Regions from separate parts of the Macaca mulatta genome. Here region 2 is linked to region 1. Evidence: chromatin contacts called from public Hi-C data. All regions are on one chromosome and are shown on one strand. The core of a region is the stretch at or near the end of the contact, and the rest is flanking DNA. Distances in the headings are between cores, read along the strand shown.

Region 1 (3,297 bases), core at 242-2,741:
CACCAGGGAAGATTGGTGGCTCCTGTGTTCCAAAGTGACCCCTATGGCTATCTTGTCCCTGGCTTCGTCTATCATTGGAAAACCAAAAGCAACTATGTCTTTAGCAAGGAACTTTGAAACACCTCTCACAGAATTGCTGACTCATCCTTGATTTAAAGAGCAATGAGCAGGTCTGACCTTTTTAGAAACAAACCATGGCACTACCTCCAGAAAATAGGACAATTTTCCTTTGACAGTGGACTATAGTGCCAGCGTGTATGGGGTGGTGCCTTTCCCTAGGAGTAACCCTCTAGCCTACTTTTTGATAAAACCACCAGAAGCAGGACTATTTATTTATTTGAGAAGGTGTCTGGCTGTATTGCCCAGGCTGGTCTTGAACTCCTGTCCTCAAGTGATCCTTGTATCCTGGCATCTCAAAGAGCTGGGATTACAGATATGAGCTACCATGTCGTGCCAGACACAGGTTTTGTAAGGTGGTTTTGATGATAGGTTCTCAGAAAGAAGCTCCATTCTCAAGCAAATTTGTCCACCAAACTCAGAGCAGATGGGCTACAGGCCTCCGTGTAGAACATGTGCACGTTCTGCATTTCTCAAAGGAAGGAGATGTGAGCAGCTATGTGCTCACCTGCTTTGCCAAGGTCATCCTTTGGGTTCCCCTGACATCACAGTGGCCCTGACATTTCATAAAAGCACACACATGCCTCTTCAGTTTGGTCTTTTCGGATGCTGTGTCTGCCAGGCCAACTCTGTCTCCCTACTTGTTGATGGTGGGCAGGAAGTCTCACTAATTCATAAATTCTTGGCCAGAGTGTGCCCATCAACAGGGGTTACACTTGCCACCTCCTTAAAAAGGCTGTGTCTGCCCACAGGCATCCCAGCTCAATGCATTCTCCATGCTTCCTGGCTATTCAGGTAGGACCGCCGCACCTCTGTGTTTGGTACGGGGCTCGCCCAGAGAGGCCGCAGCCTTCGGCGATGCATCCGTGCACGGAGCTGCAGCTGGCTCTCCTCTCTACACTCCTGTGTCTATATAAGCGCACATTTTAGTTTGCTTTTCTGGGGAAATCTTTGAGTAGGTGCCATTCCCAAGGTTCGCTCAAGGGGAGGAATGTGCCTTTGGGTACAGGGTTTCGGCAAGTCTTGGTCCTGAGGTCCAGGGTCACTAAGCCCAGGCTTCGGAAGGCGACTTCAGCGTGAAAACACCCCACGCCTCCTACCACACACAACGCGCTTCGGAGGAGGGCGGGAGAAGGGGACTCCCGAAAGCGGGAGGCTTGCGTTACGCAGTTGAGATATATCCGGGCTGCTAAGTTACAAGGGGGTGGGGGCTCTCCTAATTTGCCACCTTGGAGATGTGGAGGGAGCTGGGGTTTTGTGACGGAGACCTGGGTAGCTGGGACTGGCCGAGGAGCGCGCGGCCGGGGCGGGACGGGGGCGGAGCGGGCGCTGCGCTGACTGCCGCGGCAGAAAGGGGGCGGCCGCGCCCATTTCCTCTGCTCCGCCGCGGCCAGAGGGATCCGCATCGGCGAGCTGTGCCTCCCGGGTGTCGGCCCCGGCGGCTCCCTGATCGTGCCCGGCTGTGGCGAGGCGGCTCCAGCCCAGCCTGTGGCGGCCGCTACCTCCAGGGCGCTCCGGAGCCCACTGCGCGGCGCGCGTGGCGACTGCCCGCATGGACGCGGCACTGAAGCGGAGCCGCTCGGAGGAGCCAGCCGAGCTCCTGCCGCCTGCACGGGACGAGGAGGAGGAGGAGGAAAAGGGGATGGAGCAGGGGCTGGAGGAGGAAGAAGAGGTGGATCCCCGAATCCAGGTAGGGCGCGCGGGGTCACCCCGCATCCGGGCTTCGCGAGGGCTGCTGCGGAGGTCGGCGTCTACGCGTACATCCACTTCGCAGCCCCCAGTGACTGTGGTCTGGGGACTGGCGGCCACATACGGTGGCAGGAGACGATCTGTATGCTCTGTTTCATCGTCTCCACAATGAGGAGGCTACAGTGCCCGCGTGGATGCGGCCTGACTCTATTGCGGGGAGCCCCCCGCAGACCCCTAGCAGGATCGGGGTCGCCGCAGAGTGCCTGGTGGTTCGGGCGGATGTGCAACAAAGGGAAAAAGGGGGCGGGGGCGCCATGGTATCCTCGGGGGTACCCCCCGCCCGGCCACCACGGCACCGCGGGCAAGGCATGGCCTCCAGGCTCTGCGAGGAGGGGTCGCCCGCGTGGGCGCCGGGCACCGTAGGCGGGTGGGCGTTGCCCGCCCCTGCAGCGCGGGCTGGCACTGGTGCCCCGGGTGCAGAGTCCTCACCTGCCAAGGTGCCCGGCCTGAGCCGTTTTCCTTCTCTGATTCATTGTTAGAGAACTGAGCGTCTTACTGTCACCACCGGCTCAACGTTCCGCCTGGCCTGAAATTGCTTAAAACCCTGCTTTTCCTTGTTGTGAGGCTGGGCATGAACAGAAATCAGGGACAACTGATGCGCAAAGCTGACGCGTGGAGGCGGCGAGGGGATTGGGCTGGCTGACTGTGCCTCCATTTCCAAGAGAGATGATTAAAAAACAATTTCCAAGCCGAGATCTAGGAGTGACAGTTTAACCTCTTCACCCCGAAGCAAAAAGCAGAGCAGATCCCTTTCTAAGACCCGTTTTATTCTACCTTTTCAGTAAATCATTTTTAAAAAATTGCTTTTAAGCATGCTCTGTAATTTCTGGATCCCTAATTGGTTTTTTAGTGCACAGATCAATTTAAAAGCTCACTTAACTCAGTGGTTAGGGTTTAAATGAATTGTTTTGTCAGGTTAGCAAGATAAAGATCAGGTGGAAAAAAAAAACCTTGCATTAGGAATGCTATTAATTAAAATAATTGGTTTGGAATAAATCGTGTGTTATTGGTATGGGATTATGTTAGCAAGATCCTTTGTTTGCATAGTAAAGATGAGTTAAGTTCATGTTGGATGCTTTTTACAAAATGTCAGTTTGTAAATGTTTATTGAAATGAATGGGATTAAAGCTAGTTTAAAACATCCAGCTAAGTAGGTTGAATAATTGGCAGTGTGAAAAGATTTTCACCCTTTACAGAAAAATAATTCTGGTGAGTTAATACCAGAATTCTGCCCTTGATGATTTCACTGGGTTTATATTTTTGGCCTGGCCTTGCTTATTGTCTTTTATTGTTTTCTAAGCAAAGTTCTTGCTCAAGGCAGATGGTGCTGTTTTGATGAGGCCATTAAACCATTTGTAACAGGTGGGATTTACCTGAAGGCACATACCTGGAATATTTGACCTCTGACAAATTCCAAATGTCTCTGAAGAC
Region 2 (3,297 bases), core at 435-2,934, 53 kb after region 1:
CTCCCAAGGTGCTGGGATTACAGGCGTGAGCTGCTGCGCCCTGCCCAAAATGTTTCTTTTGTTGCCATTACGGTGTGTGAAGATTGGAGAGCTACAAGGGACTTGTTTGTCCACAAGGTGCGGGTGGAACCGTCTCTGGGGAGCAGTCACTGGAAGAGCTGGTGTTCTGCTAGCAACCCCCAGGCAGAGAAGCGTGTACCTGTAGAGGCAGGACTGAGGGAGGGAGCAACTGACCACCTGGTTCTTTCACCGGAGAGGACGGAGAGAGGTAGGAGTCGGGGGATCAGAGCTCTGCCAAAGGAATCCGATGCCTTCAGGTCCTTGTTCAAGGTTGTAGGCCCGAGACGATGGTTATTATTGGTGCCAGGGATATACTCTGTTCTTCCTGGTTCTCTTGACACAGACCACGGCCTCATAGTGGCCCCGTTGTCACTGGTCCAATTGTCGTGGTCAAATCAATGCCAGTTTTGTGCACAGCATCAAAGTGTGTGTTTTGTTTTTGGGGCACCGTGTTTCACTCCTGACCAGCCTGGCCAACATGGTGAAACCCTGTTTCTACTAAAAATACAAAAATTAACTATAGCTATAGCTTACGGGAGGGAGGTGCTCTTTCCTCTTCTGGCATCCCAGTTCTTTATACACCCACCTCTCTACTCCTATGCTCCGCCCTTGTGATTGGAAACCAGCAGCTACTCATTCACTGCAAAGGAATGTCCTGAGGCATAATTACAGAGCACATGGACTTTCCCCGCATTCTGTATTCCAGTTCTCTGCTGCCCTGCGGCGTAAAGCAGGGCTCTCCACTCCCTCACAATATCAAGCAATGACCATGTTCGTGGCCTGGGTCTGCACTGCGCGTCCCAGTGGAAGATGAAATAACTTCCCTGATTGGTGTGTGTGTGTCTAAGATACGCTAGTGTTTCGTGGGTCCTGGGAATGACAGTATAGGTGGGAGACAAAGGCAGAGATGGAAGATAATTGTGAGTGGACGTGCAGGGAGGAAGATACAGCCCTGCTGACCTCAGGGAAACCCACCGCAACGAAGGAGCTCTCTGAGTTTGCACACATTTGAAGAATTAAGAGGCGGGGCATGCTGCGTGTGTGTGTTTTGGGGACAGAGAGAGTGTGAGAGTGTGATGTGGGGGATGGCTGTGTGGCTGGCTGGCAGGGAGGGCAGCTTGGATTGGGGTTGGTAGAATATCCAGGCTCCATGCTTTGAGCAGGCCAATTTATTTGTGAGACTGTTACATTTTCTCCTAGAAAATAAAACAATTGGTCTACATTGTCTCCATCTCCCTGAGCACAAAAACCCTGTTATTTGGTTCTGTGGGTTAGGAGTCTAGGTTTGGTGGTGGTACCCTGGGGTGCTGTTGTGGGGTTTTTTTCCTTTCTCTGCTTTTTTCCGGGGGTACTGCTGTCTCCCCCCGGCTCAGGCCCCTACCTCACACCTGGCCAGCCGGTGCTCTAGCCAGTGGTGGCACACTGCTACAGCGTGAAGGAGGTGAAAGCGGGAGGAGGATGAGGAGGAATGTGGGTGCGCCCTTCTGGCTAGGGTGGGCAGGAAGAGCCTGGCATCTGTGGTGTTGCTGCAGCAACAGGAAGGATTTGATTTGGGATGTGTCGTTCCTGGAGGCCTGCTGCGTGTAGCTGGCAGGCCCTGTAAGCTGCTTGTTCATTGTGAAAGGATGGAAGTGTGGGGACGGGCGATAGACATCAGCCGGCTGACTAGCCTAGGCACACTGACTCAGGCTAAGTAGTGCCCTGTGAAAACAGAAGGTCTGAGACCCTCCTCCTGCCAGCTTTTACATGAATTAGGGAGATTCTGTAGGGTAATAAACAGTGCCAGCTTAAGGCAGAGGAATCGTGCTGCATGAGTGCAATGGGAAGCCCTTTGGGTGGTGTGTGTGAACACGCTGTGTCTGGATGCGAACTGCAGGCTGGTGTCTAGTACTGAAGATAAGCAGAGGTGGGCTCAGTGCTTGAAGAACCTTCCCTGATGCCCCCAACTGAAACGCTTGTGTCAGACTCACCCCTGGTTAGTCTGGATGACTGTTGGCAGTAGGGACTGTCCTGCCGGAAGCTGGGGTCAAAACTTTCAAATATATGCAAAATAGAGAACAAAGTAATGGAACCTCCGATGTTCATCATCGAGCTTCTACAATTACCTACCTTGGGGCAATCCTATTTCATCTTTTTCCCCACCCCCAGCTCTCCCTTGTTACTCCTTGCTGTATTTTGAAGCAAGTAGAAGCTTTTACATTTTTAAAGTTCACCTTTAAGCTCAGGCCAGAACAAAACCGTTTGACCTCAATGTTTCTAGCCCTGCAAAGCTCTCTTGCTGCTCTGACATATTAAAGGGCTCTGTAGTCTGTCCACGGTACGGCTGCAGGCACTGTCTCTCTTAAGACTGCCCACGGTTTTCTCATCTCTCTAAGGGTAGATACATACCATGGATTTCTTGTTTTCTTTGTAATATACATTGTTGGGAGAAATAACACGATTAAACTGATAGTGACTCAATGTACATGGTAACTTTTGGGACTGAGAAAAAATGATGTCCCCTATGTTTGACAAATTTTTAGATTTTTTTTTTTCCCCCTGAGACAGAGTTTTGCTCTTGTCGCCTAGGCTGGAGTGCAGTGGTGCGATCTCAGCTCACTGCAACCTCCACCTCCCAGGTTCAAACGATTCTCCTGCCTCAGCCCCCTGAGTAGCTGGGATTATAGGCACCTGCCACCAGGCCCAGCTAATTTTTTCTATTTTTAGTAGAGATGGGGTTTCGCCATGTGGGCCAAGCTGCTCTTGAACTCCCGACCTCAGGTGATCTGCCCGCCTCAGCCTCCCAAAGTGCTGGGATTACAGGCATGAGCCACCACGCCCAGCCAAATGTTTAGATCTTTAAGAAACTGATTCAGCAAAATTTTGATAGAAACAATGAAAAACTCCATGCCACAAGCTACATTTAGTAAAATTTGATATGGATGAAACTGTTTATTCAATCAAATCTGTTTATTTGAAATAGAAAGAAACCAATCTTCAGGAGAATAATTTTGACTAAATAAGCTGAAAAATTAGAAGCACCTGGGTGTGAAAAAATCAAGGAACTAAATGGGCTTAATGGAATTCTCCCCAGAAAATGTTTTCAAATGAAACTTTGTTCTGGGATAATTTGGATTAAAATATATGCCAGACATCCTCAGAGGTAAAACGGTGCTATCAGAATGGCCAGATTCTATCTCTGGTCCTCTTCAACGAAGCATCATTCAGGAGTTGAAGGAGGAGTTCAGGATGGGCAGC

What was found. A called contact is a pair of places that touch in the nucleus more often than the background predicts.
Region 2: a contact with region 1 is called in a Hi-C map of cortical neurons, with 2.0 times the contacts expected there. The contact joins the enhancer-like site here to the promoter of SH3BP5 in region 1. A contact is called at or near these places in 5 of 14 Hi-C or Micro-C datasets (CD4 T cells, blood, cortical neurons and 2 more).

Annotation. Positions count from the first base shown.
Region 1 is chr2:33,153,558-33,156,854 of T2T-MMU8v2.0, forward strand. It overlaps SH3BP5 (SH3 domain binding protein 5), which reads left to right and starts at 1,492. Exons shown (of 9, transcript XM_015132213.3): 1 at 1,492-1,807. The coding sequence starts at 1,670.
Region 2 is chr2:33,206,422-33,209,718 of T2T-MMU8v2.0, forward strand. The region is part of intron 3 of SH3BP5 (SH3 domain binding protein 5); the gene reads left to right. Among named protein-coding and RNA genes, the nearest start is that of SH3BP5, 53 kb to the left of the region's middle. Within about 2 kb of position 1,685, at least 14 of the 40 cell types and tissues checked have an H3K27ac peak or open chromatin away from gene starts, as enhancers often do. A contact at or near this core is called in cortical neurons, where this site is marked.